Regions from separate parts of the Sus scrofa genome. Here all the other regions are linked to region 2. Evidence: chromatin contacts called from public Hi-C and promoter capture Hi-C data. All regions are on one chromosome and are shown on one strand. The core of a region is the stretch at or near the end of the contact, and the rest is flanking DNA. Distances in the headings are between cores, read along the strand shown.

Evidence for each region. Promoter capture Hi-C pulls out the DNA fragments that hold promoters and counts their contacts. A called contact is a pair of places that touch in the nucleus more often than the background predicts.
Region 1: a Hi-C map of skeletal muscle shows a contact between it and region 2, with 2.5 times the contacts expected there. The contact joins the promoter of PRMT5 here to the promoter of LRP10 in region 2. A contact is called at or near these places in 1 of 5 promoter capture datasets (liver), 13 of 47 Hi-C or Micro-C datasets (alveolar macrophages, blood, brain and 6 more) and 2 of 2 datasets of contacts at active chromatin or transcription factors (alveolar macrophages and skeletal muscle).
Region 3: a contact with region 2 is called in a promoter capture Hi-C map of liver, with 4 times the contacts expected there. The contact joins the promoter of MRPL52 here to the promoter of LRP10 in region 2. A contact is called at or near these places in 2 of 5 promoter capture datasets (fetal liver and liver), 26 of 47 Hi-C or Micro-C datasets (adipose tissue, alveolar macrophages, blood and 13 more) and 2 of 2 datasets of contacts at active chromatin or transcription factors (alveolar macrophages and skeletal muscle).

The regions. Positions count from the first base shown.
Region 1 is chr7:76,109,557-76,112,256 of Sscrofa11.1, forward strand. It overlaps PRMT5 (protein arginine methyltransferase 5), which reads left to right and starts at 1,449. Exons shown (of 17, transcript NM_001160093.1): 1 at 1,449-1,563; 2 at 2,244-2,362; 3 at 2,672-2,700. The coding sequence starts at 1,454. It overlaps TRNAR-ACG (a tRNA gene), which reads right to left and starts at 1,099; the gene lies at 1,027-1,099. It overlaps LOC110261594 (a long non-coding RNA gene), which reads right to left and starts at 1,229. Exons shown (of 3, transcript XR_002345942.1): 1 at 1,048-1,229.
Region 2 is chr7:76,157,234-76,159,933 of Sscrofa11.1, forward strand. It overlaps LRP10 (LDL receptor related protein 10), which reads right to left and starts at 1,272. Exons shown (of 7, transcript NM_001143715.1): 1 at 1,074-1,272; 2 at 620-664; 3 at 1-109. The coding sequence starts at 1,101.
Region 3 is chr7:76,190,282-76,192,981 of Sscrofa11.1, forward strand. It overlaps MRPL52 (mitochondrial ribosomal protein L52), which reads right to left and starts at 1,331. Exons shown (of 5, transcript NM_001185151.1): 1 at 1,283-1,331; 2 at 1,120-1,180; 3 at 974-1,041. The coding sequence starts at 1,310.

The DNA of each region.
Region 1 (2,700 bases), core at 199-2,698, 48 kb before region 2:
AATAGTAAGATGAGACACAAGCACCTCCAACTCTTTTAGGCTTCATAGGCATTTTCGTAGTTCTCTGACTTTCTGACTTTCATCCTTTTGGGGCGCTTACAATGTATTCCCTTATAGCTTAGCCTATCCACACACATTCCGTGTTTCTCAGGACTCTGTCGTCCACTGCGGCGATCTCATTCGGTCTCCTGGCTTCAGTCACTATCTCTCTTCTGGCGATTTGCAAATCTTGTCTGGTTCAGATCACTGTTCATACAACTCTCTATTACACAGCGCCCCCTAGACGTCCAAGTCAGCATTTCCAAACCCCAGCCTCGATTCTCCCTAAACCAGCTTTTATCATTTGTCTCGCTCAAAGAGGCCAGAACTCTGGGCATCACCCCCAGACTTCCCTTTCTCAGACTCCCTGTCAGTCGGTCTCTAAATTCTGTCAAGGCCTCCTGCCTAGGGCCTTTTGTATTGATTCTCTTTTCCGTTCCCCGCTGCCAAGTCCGCAACACCTCTGGGCTTCCTGCCTTCAGGTATTTCTCCTGCCTAGATCTTTTTTTGCTTCATTCCTTTCCTTCTTTTCCATCCCTCTAGCAAGCATGGAAAAGAAAAATGTAGAGACTCTTTCCTGTCTCTGCCAGTCAATTCATAACTTCTCTCCACTGTAATCTCTCACCATGAATTCCTTTATCTTCAGTGGTGTGTGTGTTTCAGTGTTTGCTTTTTGTATTTGAGATACCGAATCACAAGGAATTTGTGGCTGAATTGCCACAATCTGTTTAAAAATATACTAAGGCCCATTCAAAATCCATTTTAAGAGCACCAGCCATTAACTCAGTTTTCTTGGTGCATTTGGATGCACCAAGGCAGGGACACAAGAACCATCTTTGAACTAGGTATTATTAAACGCTGGCATGAAATAGTTGCAGAATGCAATAACATTAAGACCTGAAAATGAGAGCGAGAGAGGACAGCGAAGAAATTTTAAAAGGGGGCATTAAAGCATTGCAGGGGATGCACCAAAAGCGTTAGCCCCACCGAGCCAGCCAGGAGTCGAACCTGGAATCTTCTGATCCGTAGTCAGACGCGTTATCCATTGCGCCACTGGCCCTGAGACGACTTCTTCGTTCTCAATGATGACACTTCAAGCTTATACTGCAGGGTTTCATGGGACGTGTAGTCTCTTACCGGAATTTTACCAGTACATGAAGCATTATGGGAGATCGAAGTTTGTCGAGAACCAGACCCTGAGATTGGTGACTCTTCCGGAGCCGTGCCCTACGTCACTGTGCAGCCTGCGGATTGGCAGGAAGAGCCACTTCCCACCCCTCCTCCACTTGCTCGGGACCCTGGGAGACGCTTTGGTTGTCAGGGAGACTCGTCCCGCCTTCCGGGGGCTTTTTTTCGGCTTTGTGATTGGCTGCCAGTGTCAGGGAATCTCGGCGTGGACTGCGCGAGGGAAAAGATGGCGGCGATGGCGGTCGGCGGTGCCGGTGGAAGCCGCGTGTCCAGCGGGAGGGACCTGAATTGCGTCCCCGAAATAGCTGACACACTGGGGGCTGTGGCCAAGCAGGGGTGAGGGCCTGGACTTCCGCGAACAGAATGCGGGGTCGGAACTCGGGGACTGAGAGGGGCAGACCAGTCATCCCTGGGAAGCAGGGGTGAGGGGGTCGGAGTGGATAAGATTAGGGTGGGAGAAACCGCTAGTCCATGTAGGGAGAAGCCTCCGGCCCTGGAGCGTAAGAGAAAGAGAAAGAAAGACATATTGGGAACGTGTGGTCCCTGAACCCCAAAGTCGAGAGAGTTATCAGGTAAACTCAAAAAGAGGGCGTACGACCTCAAGGGCCCTGGAGAGCGAGGTGCGAGGTTCTTGTCTCAGAGTGGGAGGAAGTGTTATGGGGCTAGGGAGAGGAGAGATGAACCTTGAGGGCTGAAGCCTGGGTAGTACTGGAGCAGATCTGGATATGACAGTCTTGGAAAATCAGTGACAACAGAGTAGAAAGTCCACGTGGCGTGGATTTTCATCTTTTCTCTTTTCTCATCTTTTCCATGGCTCTGTTCTGGGAAGAAATTGAGGCACAACGCAGTGGAAGTGATATTCCCTAAAATGGGCCGAATTCAGCAGCCCATTCGAGTGACTGACTAATGGCAGCTGAAAGGGTTGTGCAGAATGGAGATAGCCTAGTCCAATTGCTTGGATCGCTGGGCACTGCTACTCTCTTTACATGACGATTCTGGGTCTGTCGTGGTTGTAGGTTTGATTTCCTCTGCATGCCTGTCTTCCACCCGCGTTTCAAGAGGGAGTTCACTCAGGAACCTGCTAAGAATCGGCCGGGTCCCCAGACACGATCAGACCTACTGCTGTCAGGAAGGGGTAGGGACCATCCCACATGCCCCTTAATTATTAGAGGCAGTAACAACTTATGTTTTATCAGTGCCTTCTTCCTCTTCCTTTCTTGACCTGGATGTATTTGTTCAACCCTGGGATATGGATAACTCTTGTTCTCTCCTTGCTTACTGCTCAAAGCCTTAGTTTCCTATTCTGCATCAGGCTTTCCTGTATCTGTGATAGAAAAAGCCTTTTGTCTCTCATCTCTACTATTCCCTGTTAAGAAATAGAAATTGAATGCATAAAGTGCTGAACCTCACTCAGTCTTTGTCTTTCTTGGGTTGGGGAGTGCAGACTGGAATACACTAATTGTGGGCAAGCTT
Region 2 (2,700 bases), core at 22-2,521:
CCCAGGATGAGCCAGGTGCAGTTGGCAGGGGAGATGCGGCTGTCCCGGCCCAGGGGCCTCTGTATGGTGCCCTGCACTTCCAAAAGCACTGCTGGGGGGTCCTCACAGGCTGGAGAGAGGAAGGTAAGGACATCAGTTGCGAGCCTCTTACCATGCCACTCCTCCCCAGGCTTCATGCTTCCAAGGGCCTGGGCTCTTCAAGAAGGAGCACAGAAACTCCCCCTTCCCAGCCACACACACTCTGGAGGCAGAGTCGTCAGTGGGCTCCCCTTCTCACCACACTCATCGTTGTTCCACCTTAGGTATCAACACCACAAACAAAATGAGGTCTGCTTTGTGCCAACCACTGGGCCAGGAGGAACGGGAAATACGATCTCTATCCTCAAGGAGATTACATTTGGGCGAGGCGAATCAAGGATGGATATTGGGGGGGCAAATAGTACATAACTACCAAGTGAGGGCCCACGCTGGGTTTCAGTTTCTGTCTGTAAAACAGAGGATGGCTGATCTCCACTCGAAAACTATGGAAGGTACCAGAGGAAGTCAAGGAAGAGAGTCTTTCTCTAGGGTGCTCTCTCATTACCAAGCCCATGGGACCCCAGAGGCATCCTCTACTCACCATGATTTGGGAAAAGGATCCGGTCTTGGTGGGCCAGAGCGCCTCCTAGAGGAAGAGCGAGAAAGGGCAAGAGTCACACTTCGGAGTTTTCTCCACCTGAGCTTCTCAAGGAGGAAAGGGAACCATCGGCGGCTTCCGGGTAGTTTACGAGAAGGGTGGTGGAACAGGGGGAGGCAGCGGTGTGTGACCTCAAAGGAAGGTCCTCCAGTGCGGCTTGTAGGATGGGTACGGTGATCTAAGGAAGCCAGAGCGAGTATGAGGGCCGAGGGGAGCGGCTGTAGATTTCCCGAGGGTTGGGGCAGGCAGCGACCAAGGCGACGGCAGGGGCCGCGGGGCAGGGGAGGACAGGGTAGGGGTGAGAGGCCCCATAGGGGGAAGGGAGCTAGAGGACCTGGGCGCGGTGACAGCCCTGGGAGCGGGGTCCCGGGCGAGTAGCCTCGTTTCGATTTCTTACCCAGGAGGAGAAGGATGGCCGGCAGCATCGTGAGCCGTCCCGAGGCGCAGGAAGAGTCCCGGAGCTTCGATCGTCTACCCAGTGGGGAGGCGGCGCCACTCCGGGTATCCTGGCTCCTCAGTGCCGCCTCCCCGAGGGGGCTCCATGGCCCAGACTCCTCGACCGAGGCTCCGGATGCCAGGGCTGGGGGCTGGTGGGGGGCGGCGGCGGCCCGGGAACCGGGGCGGTGCCTCTCGCCAACTTTGGAGTTGTTCTCCCCGGCCGCCGCAGCGCTCTCTCCAGAGGCTGACCCCCGAAGCCCAGGGAGTTGGCTCGAAGTCCAGCGCTGGGGCGCGCCCTCGCCTAGAGCCCGCCCGCAGGCCGCGAACGTCCGGGTCCAGGCCTGGCCGCCACCTGCCGAGGCTTGAGGCCACTTCCTCTTCGGGCCAAACTTTGCCGACTGTCAGCGCCCAGAGCCGGCCCGGGCGCTGCCCAACTTCTCCAGCGCCTCCAGCCCCGGAACGCGGGTAGAGGAGCTGGGGAGGAGGGGACTGGCGACTCGGCCCAGCGCTCGAGCCCTCGCCCTGGCTGTACCCCAGCCAGCCCAGGGGTTGGAGGAACCCGGGTGGAGGAGGGGGAGGGTGACGAGCCTGGCCCCACCCCTGCCAATCAACGCTTACCACGCCCACCTTCCCATCTTAACCCCTTTCAGGTCCTACCGCGCCTTGTCCCTCGGGCTCTCAGGGCGCTCAGCCTCCACTTGTAACTCTGCTTTGTTTAGTACTTCCCGTGTAACACATGGGTTACAGGACACATTTGTCAGAAGACAATTGCATATTCCATAATTGTTATGTCTTTCCTTTGGCTCCTTAAGCTCTCAGTACTTTTCTTGTCCCGGTGTCTGACATCCGGTAACACTTTTTGTCGTGAGCCTCTATTACAGCAATTACTACCCGGTGTTATAAATATTTGTTTACTCGTCTTTCCCGCCCCCGCCCCGCCCCTTCTGTGGAAACTGAAACTTCCTGTAGGTTGAGGCCTAGACTGTTTACCTTTGCACCCACAAGGCTTCTCTCCTGCTGAGACACAGTAACTCAATAAACGAATAATTGTACCTTGGCTATTTGCAGGCTATGTGACCTTGAGAAAATCATTTCACCTCTCTGTGCATTAACTCTGTTAAATGGAGTTAATAATGGCACAATACTTCTTAAGGTTGTTGTCATCATTTAGGGAGATGATGTAAGTTGAGCATCTAGGAAGTGCTTCATACCTGCTTACAATGATTATTATTAGTTACAGGAGTTATTTCTGATTTAGGTGGGCTTGGGGTTACCGATTCCCTGTGGCACTTATAGGTAATAATAGTAAACAACAATAATAGCAAATACTTTTTGAGCTTTTTTTCACATTTCAGGCATAAATCTAAGCACTTTTCAAATATTTGCTCTTTTACTTCTCTCCACCATCTTGTGAGGTAGTTATTATTGTTACTCACATGTTACAGATAGGGAAACTTAGGCACAGAGAAGTTTAGTATTGCCCAAGATCATGGATCTAGTAAATGTTGAAACAGAGAGAGCTAGAGAACCTGGGTGATCTGACTCTGGACAGAGTTCATTCAGAGCCTTACCACTCTCTCCTCTCT
Region 3 (2,700 bases), core at 81-2,580, 33 kb after region 2:
TAGAGGAATTCTTACTATGGCACAGTGGGATAGGCAGCATCTCTGTGGCACCAGGACACAGGTTCAGTCCCTGGCCCAGGTTAAAGGATCTGTGGTGTGGATCTGATCCCTGGCCTGGGAACTCCATATGCCATGGGGCAGCCAAAAAAAGAGAAAAAAAAAAAAAGTAGGAAAACAATCTTCACCATCCTCCTCTGTCACAAAGTATTTGATTGAGCAGGTTTTATACTCCTACAGAATCCAATACTCAAGTCTCTGTGCTGCTGAAGGGGGCCTGGCCTTTGCCCAGTTCTACTCCTGTCTTTGCTACTACCTAGCTGTGTGCTCCCTAGCAATACTTCTGTAGGCATCAATTTTCCCACCTGTGAACTGGAGTCCCAAGAGAGTGGAGAGAGGCTTCAACTTTTGTAAGGGCTTTCCTTTCTAGGATTCTTTTTTCTTTTTTTTTTTTAACGTAAAGGGAGAAACTTTTCCTAAGGGAGCTCACCATCCTCTGTGCTCGCCCTTTTGCACTTCTCTCTGAGATGCTCATTTAGGCAGCCTTTCAAAGAGCTCTCCTTGAGCTTGGTAACAAATTCTCAACAATGTATTCACCACACAGAAGAGCGGTTCTTGGTAACTTAGAAAAAACCATATTCCTCTTTGACCAGCGTAAAGTCTTGTCACTCCCCCAGGACGTCCCAAATCAGAATTATCTTCTGCTTATCCCCCAAAGCCAAGAAGATCCTGTCTAGTTTTACTTTCCATAGACGGTAGTTTAATTTCCAAAACAAACGACAGGGTTTCTCCCCCCCCGCACCCCGTCCCCACTGCAAAGATAAAGTTCAATACATTTAACGACACCCCAATAAAAGTTAAAGGAAAAAAAAAACTCAATACGTGGTCGGCTCAGACACACCCCCACCGTGACACCTCCCCCAACTCCGTCCAGAGGCGTTTCCTCTGAAGTAGAATTAGCCTGATTAGTGCTCACCCGCGTAAGACCAGTCTGGGAGCTCCGTAAGAGGTCCGTAGCCAGAGGGGTTGGCAGCAAAGCCCTGCCTGGGTGGAGAAAAACAGCCCGGTGAGGACTAAGTTCAGCTTCTGGTCCACCCCAGAGCCCCCCAGACCGGCACTCACTGGAGTCGCCACTGGCTGCCCGCCTGAGCCGCCGTTCCGCAGTGCAGCCTCCGGACACCTGCTGGGAACAGAGGACAGAGTTGGAAGAGCGACTGTGCGGCCAACTCAGGGGTCCCGTCCCATCCCTGCAAGCTCCCGAGCCACCTACCCTATACACACTTACTAGATAGCAATATACCCCAAGCAGCCATGCTGAGGCGCAGAGCCGGAAATGGGCGTGGCCTCGATGGCCACGCGGGACGCTGCGGGGGAAGCCGGAAGTAGCCATCTTGAATCTGGTTTTCAATCACGGGCCCCGCCATCTTGGCTCGCCGTACGGAATAGAGGGATAAAGCTGCCTCCCCGGTTTTTTAGGCGTCGTGTGAATCCTCAGTGGTGGCTACAACTTTGGTGGAAGTCGCGTCCTTCCAGACTGAGCCGTTCTGAACTGTCCTTTGGAAACGCCCTTCGTCGCCCCTGGGGATCTCTAGTCCTTTGAAATTTATTCTCATTTCTCAGTTGAGTGACATTCACGTGACCTCATTCTGTCTTCTAGCATCACTGTAACATTTTCCCCAGCCTAAGACTCAAATCTAGGTTTCAGTTCTCACTTATTTATGAAACAATATTGAAGAGTTTATGTGTGACAAGCACTGTATTCCTTCCGTGCAGGAGAGTCTATGGAGAGCAAAGCAGAAGTCGCTATTAGGATAGAGCTCCTAGTCTAGAGAGAGATGACAATTATCAATTACACACATTGCTGTAGTATTACAGCTGAGATGAGTGCTGGGAAGGGAAGTAGGAGTTGTTTGTGAGTATATGATGAGAACTTGATCCAGAGTAGGCAGTCAAGGTTTTCTTGAGGAAGAGCTAAGATCCCATTTCGTTTTTTTAAGAGCTTCCACCACCATTGTCTAATATAAGCCTGTAAAAACCTTGTGAGGTAGGTAGTAAGTGGCCAACCCAGATCCGTGGCTTCCTCTCTCCTTTTAAACAAAAAAAGAATCACTCACAGACATACTTCATTTTACTGTGCTTTGCAGGTAATGCATTTTGTACAAATTGAAGGTTTGTAGCAGCCTTGCATAGAGCAAGTCTATCCATGCCAGATTTTCCAACAGCTCACTTCCTGTCTCTGTGTTACATTTTGGTAATTCTTGAGTATTTTCAGCTTTGGCATTATAATATTTGTTATGGTGTCTGTGATCAGTGATCTTTGACATTACTGTTGTAATTGTTTTGGCCTTTTTTAGCAATGAAGTATTTTTAAGGTATATCCTTTTTTTTAGACATAATGCTATTGCACCCTTAATAGACTACAGTATAGTGTGAATATAATTTTTACATATACTAGGAAAGTAAAAAATTCGTGGGACACACTTTATCTTGGTATTTGCTTTACCGTGCTGGTCTGGAACAGAACATGAATTATCTCTGAGGTATGCCTGTACTTGCTTTTGGGAAGTCCTTTATCTTTAATTTCTTCATTGAAAAAAAGCTTATTATACCACATTTATGAAAACATTTTAATAATGATAAGGTAAGTGAAAGTGCTTTATAAATGGTGGAACTCCTACAAAAGTGGCCGTTACTGTAGGACTA